Regions from separate parts of the Nothobranchius furzeri genome. Here region 2 is linked to region 1. Evidence: chromatin contacts called from public Micro-C data. All regions are on one chromosome and are shown on one strand. Each heading gives the region's core, a stretch centred on a gene start, on an enhancer-like site or on the middle of the called end of the contact. The rest is flanking DNA. Distances are from core to core; before and after follow the strand shown. Region 1 holds the start of cpne4a (copine IVa). Region 2 holds the start of cmtm7 (CKLF-like MARVEL transmembrane domain containing 7).

Region 1 (4,336 bases), core at 976-3,475:
GGCATTTCCATCTTTTTTCTGATTGATTATTTTTGAGCTGCCTAGTCCTGCCCCTCAAGTGCCTCTCTGCCTGTACCAGAATCTTTCTCTGTGCAGAATTAAACAGAGGACGAGTCTGGCAGGCCAGGCTACTCTAAAGGTTGGTTGGTACTATGGTGTAGTGTTGGATGCATGCCGTAGAGCTCCATGCTGCCCCCCTACCGTTTGGGAGAATATTGGCTCACCGTAGAGACAAGCCGCATGAACCATAAACGCTGCAAGTTGTGAAGCGCGTTCCATCCACGAGCCGCATCACCAAGCGGAAAGTAAATGCATCAAGCATAAACCAAGCTTTTAGCATCAGAGCCTTAAAATATTTAGGATGCTCTAATTTATAGTTTTGTGTGACAATCTGATGTGTTTGCAGAAACTTAAAAAAATAACATATTTGACAATTGCTCTTTGGTTATATTTGTTTTATACTTTTATATCCATTAGGAAGAAATTATTTTTATTTGTCTGTATTATATAAACAGTCTATGGCAGTGGTCCGCAAATGGCGGCCCGCAGGCCACGTCCGGCCCTACATGTGTGGCCCTTGGACCATTATAATTGAGGACCCCTAGTCTATGGTCTGACATCAAAAGTTACAGAAAGCTCTAGGACCATGCGGAAACCAAACGTTTGTGTTGACGCCTGTTTCCCATTAGAGCATACTGTAAAGACACCCCCCCCCCCGTGCCCCCCCCCCCCCACTTCTAAAAGGAAAATTACGTCCATGCACACACACACACACACACACACACACACACAATAAGAAATTTAGGACATATGTGTATAAAATATAAGCATTTCGTCCATAAAAAATGTATTCAACCAAATGGTGAGGAAAAATTTAAATGCAAATTTTCTAATGAAAGCGCTAATTTTTCTTCCTCTATTATTTTGAAGTTCTGACAGGAAGCATGTCTCATCATTTGCCGCTTGACTGTGACGTAATAAAATCTTCATTGCGGAAGTAACAGAGAAACAAAAGTGACTTCGTTGGTGTAAACGTCTGTAGAAACTTTATTTCCCTCCGAACCGGGACGGAACCGAACGGTGAGTTTCTCATGTATCCGAGTTTTTATGAACGTTACTAATTAGACCAGTTTCTGGTTTGGTTAAGTCTGAGCTGAATTGGGCCGAGCCTCCGGGATTCCCCTCGTGTCTGGAGTTCTTTTATCAAACTTCGTCTTTTAGAGAGTTTGTTTGTTTGTTTGTTTGTTTGTGGGGAAGCCTGTTGGATGATTTAACTCAAAAGTTAAGCCCAGTTTCCGCTGCAGCGGTTATTTTAGCTACTTCCAGTCCGAACCGAACTCGCATCGTACCTTTTTACCGGAGAAACGAGCAGCTGTAGAAATAAACACCGATCCGAGTTCCCTGGCTCTGCTGTAAGAACTCATGTGTTTAAACCAACAGGCCTGAAGACGGAAATATTAAAGTCAATCAGGCGGAAATAGTTTTATTTTCAGTAAAGATCTTTAAGTAGCTTGTGTTACTGTTTAAAGTCACATAATCGACTGAATAAAGTTTCATTTTCATCTTTCGGAAATCACCCAATAAAACCCCTGATAGTAAGTCGTGTAAAGTGAAAGTAAAGGTTCTGTTACATGCTCGTACAGCTGATCAGACGTGACTATTAACATGAATCAAGAGAAAAAACAACTTTACTCAAAGACAATAATCATAAATCAGTCATAAAGTTGTTTCCGTCGTTTTTATCCTGTGGATTTTATGACTGGCGGTTTGTTTTGGAGGCGGTAACATTCTTAAATGTTTGTGATCATTTATCTAATAAATGTTCAAAAGTAGGGTCAGATGAGCTGATTTAGTCTCGGGTTGTGTTCTCCTGAGTCTAACCGAAGCCGTGTGCCGATGATGTCTGATCCTCTCTGATTTTGAAGAGTTTGGAGCAGCAAACTCACTTTCTCTTGATTCACTTGATCTGAAGCAGGTTATGATCTGGTGAGCGGAGCAGGTCCAATCAGAACCAGCAGCTGTCAGAACAGCCGTTCTGGTCTGACTGACGGCTACAGTTACCTACAGACACCAGTTTACAGACTGAGTTCAAACATCAGGAGCTCAGTCCAGATGTTTGATGGATTCAGCAGGCTAGTCTGCAGCTCACCCATTAGTTAGTTTACTGGTTTAAGGTGGAGACATCAATCACTGATTTGGGATCTGGTCATAGACGGATGGATGATGTTTAACCGCTCAGTTTCTGTCTCTCAGCTCCATCATGGCCAACGACGTTTACTCCTCCACGACTACTCCAAACCCAGAGTCTTCCTGCTTCAAGGTCCCCTCCAAACTCCTGGATAAAACTCGCTTCGTCCTGAAAGTCTGTGAAGTGGTGAGTTCCACCATGGGGAACCTTGTGGCTCCAGTGGTTCTGATGTTCTCTGATCTCTGGCTCTGTTTGTTCTGGAGCCAGAACCAGATCTGTCCTCTGGTGTAGCTCCAGTTGGAGTGGAAATTGTTTTTTTTCTCATGTTTTATATCATCTTCCTGGTTCCTGGGTCCAACGAACTAATGTTTCATCCGTTAATCAGCATTAAACGAAAGCTGCTGGACAGTCGATCTCAGCGAGTCTTTACTCACACATCCAGGAAAGAGTCAAGATCTAAAACTCACTCATGCTTTAAATGTTTTTTTTTTTGGTTTTTTATACAGTGCAAAAATAACTCTGTGGCCTAAAATGACGCTTTTACCTGCATGAAGGGAAAATGGCAACAATAGATTTGGATCCTAAATTTAAAATTCCCTTAACTTTATTTTTTCTTTACTTTTTTACTAACTTTTATGAATCAGAGAATAGAAAGATTGAACATCTCCAGAAACTCTTTTTATTTTCTTTGCTTTTCGTTTGTTTTTATTAAAACATTGGTTGTTCCACTCTGAGAGGAAACAGAATTTAGAGTCAGACCAAACTAAACCATAAACGAGTCTCCGTGTTTCGTGAGTTTTGTTTGGTCTGACTTCAACATTCAGATGTGACTGGATTAAACCAAACTAGATTCCCGTTGACTCTCTCTCCCTCAGAGGAATCGTGAGGAAACCGGCTCAACATAATTACACACAAACACAAGCTGTTGGCAGCACAAACACACAACCCCAGGGCTCCACCTGATTCGTTCTGCTCCAAACGGAACAGAACCGTGTTTCAGCTTGTTTCAACAAAGACTTGAGTTCTTCTAATGCTAGCGTAATTAGCACTTAGCAGTGGTTAACGTTTTAGTGATGACATCATGTCATTGATCCTTTCACCTGCTAACAGGGTTCTGTAGAGTCTTAGACTGTGACCTTTGACCTTTATCCCACTGAGGCATACCCCCAGCACTTTGTCATTTCTTTGACCTCAGAGGGAACCTGCTGGACTCCTTATGGACAAACTCTGCAGAAGGATGAACAGCAGAATTAGAAATGACCTTTGACCCTTGACACCTCTACTGTGCTGCAGAGGTTTTTGCTCTTGGCCGGTCTGTTACCTTGTGGCTCTGGATAGAACCCGATCCTTTTGTTGCACCTTTCTGAGTCGGAGGACTCCAAAGCGCCTTACACCACAGTGAATTATTCATCCATTCACACACTGATGGCGATGCGCTACATCTTAGCCACAGCTGCACAAGGCCACACTGACGAAGGTGAGGCTGCCACGCACAGATGCGTGGGTTTGAACCAGCAACTCACCAGTTAAAGGGTGACCTCCTAACCCCTGAGCCACCGTCCCAGCTCAGATCAGCGTGGTGTTTGAGTCTGGGACCTCTGACTAAGTCTTCCTGACCCAGCAGGAAGCTGAAGACAGAACTGAAAGTGTTGCAGAAGGCCGTTAGTCCTCCATCAGCAGATCTCAGAGCTGATGCAACCGGGAGGGACAAGGCCTGCATCCGCCACCCCAGAACTCTGGACTCTAGTGTTGGGTAAAAAGAGGAAATGTGTGTGTGTGTGGGTGTGTGTGTGTGGGGGGGTGGGGGTAGAGTTCTTGAATCAACAGAACCTCTTCATGGACTAATAATTATTCTGAGACATTCATCTGATCCTGGATCAGTCCTACAGCTGCTTCTGGGCTTCTTCTAACTCGTGGAGGACCAGGAACCAGCACTCACCAGAACCAACAGTCTGGTCTTCACCAATCTAATCATCATCTCATGGTCCAGGATGGGTTCTCCTCAGCCCTCTGATGGTTCTCTCTCTGAGATGTTTGAGGTTCTTGCAGGACTTCATAGTTCCAGGTCTCTGGTTTGTGATAGATCCACTGACTAATAAAGTTAGTGAAGTTTTTTGTTCATTGGAGCAAATCTTTGTCATCATCAGC
Region 2 (4,566 bases), core at 1,422-3,921, 130 kb before region 1:
AATTGAAGCTAATTTATCGAGTGCCTTTCGAGCGCAATTCCAAAAGGGTGAAACAACTGTGTCATGATTATGCAAAGGTATGTATTCACTTTAGCAGTGTGATCTTGCATACTGTCTCATAATCCTTTACTGTAATATGTATACTGCATCTACACGGAACTACTCAATTTTGCCTGACACTCTTCTTCAGGTAGTTTTATGAATGAATGGAGAGGAGATCCAGCATGAGTTCATTTACATAGATGAGACCGGGTTCAAACCTGACGAGAACACGAAGGACGGGAAGAAACGTCATTGGCCACAGGGCTATAGTCCATGTCCCAGGGCAACGTGGGGGAAATATAACACTGTGCAGCCATTACACAGAATGGGATCCTCCACCGCCATGCCCATATGGGCCCTTACAACACAGCACTCATACTTACATTCTTGGACCAATTGCACAATGTAACAGCAGCAAATCAAATCGATTGTATGCAATACATTGTTGTCTGGGACAATGTGTCTTTCCACTGCTGTGCTCTGGTTCAGAACTGGTTTCAGCAACGTCCACATTTCACCATCCTATATCTTCCGCCATACTCTCCATTCCTTAACCCTATAGAAGAGTTTTTCTCGGCATGGCGGTGGAAGGTATATGATCTCCGTCTCCAGGCTGAGGTACCCCTCATCCAAGCCATGGAGGAGCCCTGTGACCAGATGGAGGTAGCAGCAATACAAGGATGGATTCGTCATTCACAACACTTCTTTCCAAGGTGTCTTGCTAATGACAACATTGCCTGCGATGTTGATGAAATTCTCTGGCCAGATCCAGCTAGGCAAAGAGACGATGTCTAGTGTATTTTTATTTTTTGGTAACAGTAAACTTACAGTACAATACGTAAAGTGACATGTTGTTACAGTAATATGAACCTCCATGTCAACATTTTAGGCATGTTGAGAAATAAATGAGTTTCTTCAGTGTGCAACATTGGTCTTGTGTTGTTTTTGGTGGATTTGCTCTATATTTGTACTATCTTGATGGTAGCCTGCTCTAATTATAGGGAAGTAGAAGTACTAAAAACGTTTTGGGTTTATCACAGGAGAGTCTAACTCCTGCAAACAGAGTATGGTAAATGTGAAAAGTGTGTTTGTTATGGTAAAAAAGTGTGGTTTTTAAACATAAGTGTATAGTTTTTACAAGAGCGTTTAATTATGCAAAGGATCTGTGTTTTGAAAACACGGGCCCTGTTTTGAAAATTGTGCTTAAGCAATAAAAAACAACGGTAATATTATTATTAAGTTTGAAAAGTCCTGAAGAAAATAAACTCTATTTCTTTGAACAGAGGCTGTTCAGAAAATGGTCTAAAATGAGTTTTGTTCAGAACCAAACTTCAGCTCAGGCGACATTTTTCTTCTAAGTTTTGTGTAAAACAGAAGCTGCTCTGATTGGCAGCCATCAAGACAACAGTGGCAGAGGAGTTAAGTGCCCGCCCCATTACCGGAAGGTTGCAGGTTCACTCCCTGCTCGATCTTGGGCAAGACACTCTTCTTACCTGCTGGTGGTGGTTGGGGGGACTGGTGGCAACTGTGTATGACAGCCTTGCCTCTGTTGAGATGCCTCGTGATCAACTTCCGCACTTGAGAATCGGGACACCCTATACACTTGGACCCCTGGTCGGGATCACGCCATGGAAGGGCTCAAGTGTGGAAGTGTGAGTATTGGGATTGGGCCGATGACTGGCTGGGCTGTAGAGCGCCTTGGGGGTCATAAGGTCTTGGAAGTCCATTTTAACATTTAATCGGTCAGCTTATGTTGTCCAAACAGGCCCCGCCCATCATTCTGGCAGAAAACGTTTGTTTGGATGTAAATTTCGGTTTGGTTTGTCAGCATTTAGAAAGTTAAAATGAGAAACTTTCAAATAGTTTAAAAATATTTGTTTAATAATTAAAGCAGATATTTTGGTTTCAAAGCTGCATCAAAAACTTCTGTTTACATTTTAAAAACTGTTATTTGAGCCTTATGTTCTGTTTGGGTCTGGCAGAACCGAAGCCAGGAAACTGATCCTGGTTCTGTTTGGGTCTGGCAGAACTGCAGCCAGGAAACTGATCCTGGTTCTGTTTGGGTCTGGCAGAACCAGGGTTAATGTTACAGAAACTCCCCTCCAGCCAAACAGAACCGCCTGTTTGGACCCAACTGGAAGATTTCACATGATGATGATGAGGATGAAGATAATGATGTTGCAGTCCTTCCTGATGGAGACCACACCTCTATACATCACACAGCCGTCAACACAAGCATAATAAGCCGCCTGAAAGCTGTACACACCGGAATAGAACTTCAAAATAAAGGTCCGACGAGAAGTGGTGATGCCTTTTCAACGTTTCATTAACAAACTTGCGTCACTCAAAATAAGAAGAGAACTGCTTCAGTCCCTCACAAAGTCTGAAAAACGGATCCAGATCAGTGCGCAGAGACGTAAGAAAGTCTGGCTGGTGGGAATCCAGGAGAAGACTGGGTCACATGTTCTAGACTGGACCAGGAGTATAATCAAGCACCGTGTAATATCCTATATACGTATCGGCATCTGAACCAATTAAAGTTTTTCTATTGTAACCAATATGTCGATGATTGTAACAAGTCACATTCAAACGCTGGAAATGTCTTATTCTGAAAACCCTTCCGGAAGTGTCTGTGTTGATCGGGTTTAGCTTCCCGGGTGTAAACTAACGGACTGGCTCCGGTCGACGGTAGTCCCGCAGCGGTTTAACAGCTTTAAAACAACCTTGTGGTTCCGTCCACATGTCGCACACCGTCATCACGACCACAGCGAGCAGCCGGTCCTCCGGTGACGGAGTCCTGAACCCGGGCTACGCCCGAACCATCCCGGGACTTCTGAAGATAGGACAGCTGGTGAGAGAGGGGCGGGTTAGGAAGGGTGATGTCCGAGCTTCACCCCGTTGTAGGCTCGGGCTCACCGGGCAGGTTAGCTGTCCGTCCGTCACCGAATCCGGAACCACGCAGGGTTGTTGTGAGTCCGTGCAAAACTGGTCTGGGTCCAGTTAAGGACGGAGCGAGAGAAATTAGGTTCTTGGGGTCATATCATGATGGACCCCCGGGTCGCCAACAGGGCCCCCTCTGGTGTGTGTGAGCGTGTGTGTGTTGGGGGGGGGGGTCCTGGGAGGTTGTGGGTCTCCCATCTCTGGCAGCGAGTTTTTTTCCTGAATCATTTGCTTAGTTGAAGCTGATGAGTCGTAGTTGAGTGATGTTGGTCCTGTGACTGTTTTAGTCTCTAATATGTGTGTGTGTGTGTGTGTGTGTGTGTGTGTGTGTGTGTGTCCTCCAACAGAAGTAACAGCTGATTGCTTTTTCTCTCCCAGCTCGCCCTGTTCATCTCCTTCGTGTGTGTCAGCTGTGCTAAGGGGTGGCCCAGCTGGGCGGTGTTCCAGTACTTCGCGGTGGTGGCGTTGTGGTTTTCCATCGCTTTCTTCATCTTCTTCCTCATGCATCTGTTCAGGCTGCAGGGCAAGATGCCATGCATCAACTGGCCGCTGACGGTGAGCACGTTATGGCTTTAGAAGCCACGTTTGTTTGCTGAAGCCCGTTTGGACCTCACAGATAAATAGAAACCTGTAGCTCACACCTTCAAAAGAGGGAAGGAAGTCTCCCTGTGAGGAGCTGACGAGTTAATTCTAAACTAGAGAAGCACTTTCTGAGAGGAAGCTCAGCAACAGTGAGTAAAGATCAGGATCCTTAAAATAAAAAGATTTAAAACACTTCTTGTTTTTATTCTGTTTTTGTTTTCCTGGTGGGCATTCTCAGCCCTCCACATCCGGGTGTTACTCAGCCCGCAGGAACAGTTAACCAGCGCCAGAGGTGGAAAGAGTACTAAAATGTTGTACTTAAGTACAAGTATAATTACTTTCATGAAATTTTACTCAATTACAAGTAAAATTACCTGCCTCAAAATGTACTCAAGTAAAAATAAAAAGTAGCTTATTTCAAATGTAGTCAGAGTAAAAGTTACTTAGTTACTTTTTTGACTGTGCAAGGACGGGCTCTTCTGAATAGTTAAAAAAAGACAATGGGGTATAAATGTCAAAGTGGCCGTTTTTTTTTTATTAAATGAACAAATATGCATATTGACGTACAAAGGCAGTTACACTGCAAACTAGTAACATAAATTAGGTTATAGTCACAAGCCCATGACTTTTCCCTGAATGACCCCCCCCCCCCCCCCCCCCCGCCGGCATATCCTGATAGGCCTACCCAGTCTCTCAGCCTCTCCAGTAGCAGGTGATGGTTAACAGTGTCAAAGGCTGCATTCAGGTCCAGCAGGACCAGAACAGAACAGTCCCCTGCATCACTGTGGGTCAGAAGGTCATTAGAGACCCTAAGAAGAGCTGTTTCAGTAGAATGAGCTCTACGAAAACCTGACTGGAAGCAATCATAGATGTTATGTTCATCAAGAGCAGCTGTGAGTTGTTTAGCCACAACCTTTTCCAAGATCTTGGAGATGAACGGAAGTTTAGAGATGGGTCTGAAGCTGCTATGGAGAGAGGGGTCGAGACTCCGTTTTTTAAGAA

What was found. Hi-C and Micro-C count contacts between places; a contact is called where the count stands out from the background.
Region 2: a Micro-C map of tail fin shows a contact between it and region 1, with 3 times the contacts expected there. The contact joins the promoter of cmtm7 here to the promoter of cpne4a in region 1. A contact is called at or near these places in 2 of 2 Hi-C or Micro-C datasets (skeletal muscle and tail fin).

What each region holds. Positions count from the first base shown.
Region 1 is chr5:59,340,883-59,345,218 of NfurGRZ-RIMD1, reverse strand. cpne4a (copine IVa) reads right to left here and starts at 2,225. Exons shown (of 16, transcript XM_070551801.1): 1 at 2,150-2,225. cmtm6 (CKLF-like MARVEL transmembrane domain containing 6) reads left to right here and starts at 955. Exons shown (of 5, transcript XM_015949595.3): 1 at 955-1,080; 2 at 2,254-2,374. The coding sequence starts at 2,261.
Region 2 is chr5:59,474,909-59,479,474 of NfurGRZ-RIMD1, reverse strand. It overlaps cmtm7 (CKLF-like MARVEL transmembrane domain containing 7), which reads left to right and starts at 2,671. Exons shown (of 5, transcript XM_015949599.3): 1 at 2,671-2,893; 2 at 3,361-3,537. The coding sequence starts at 2,783.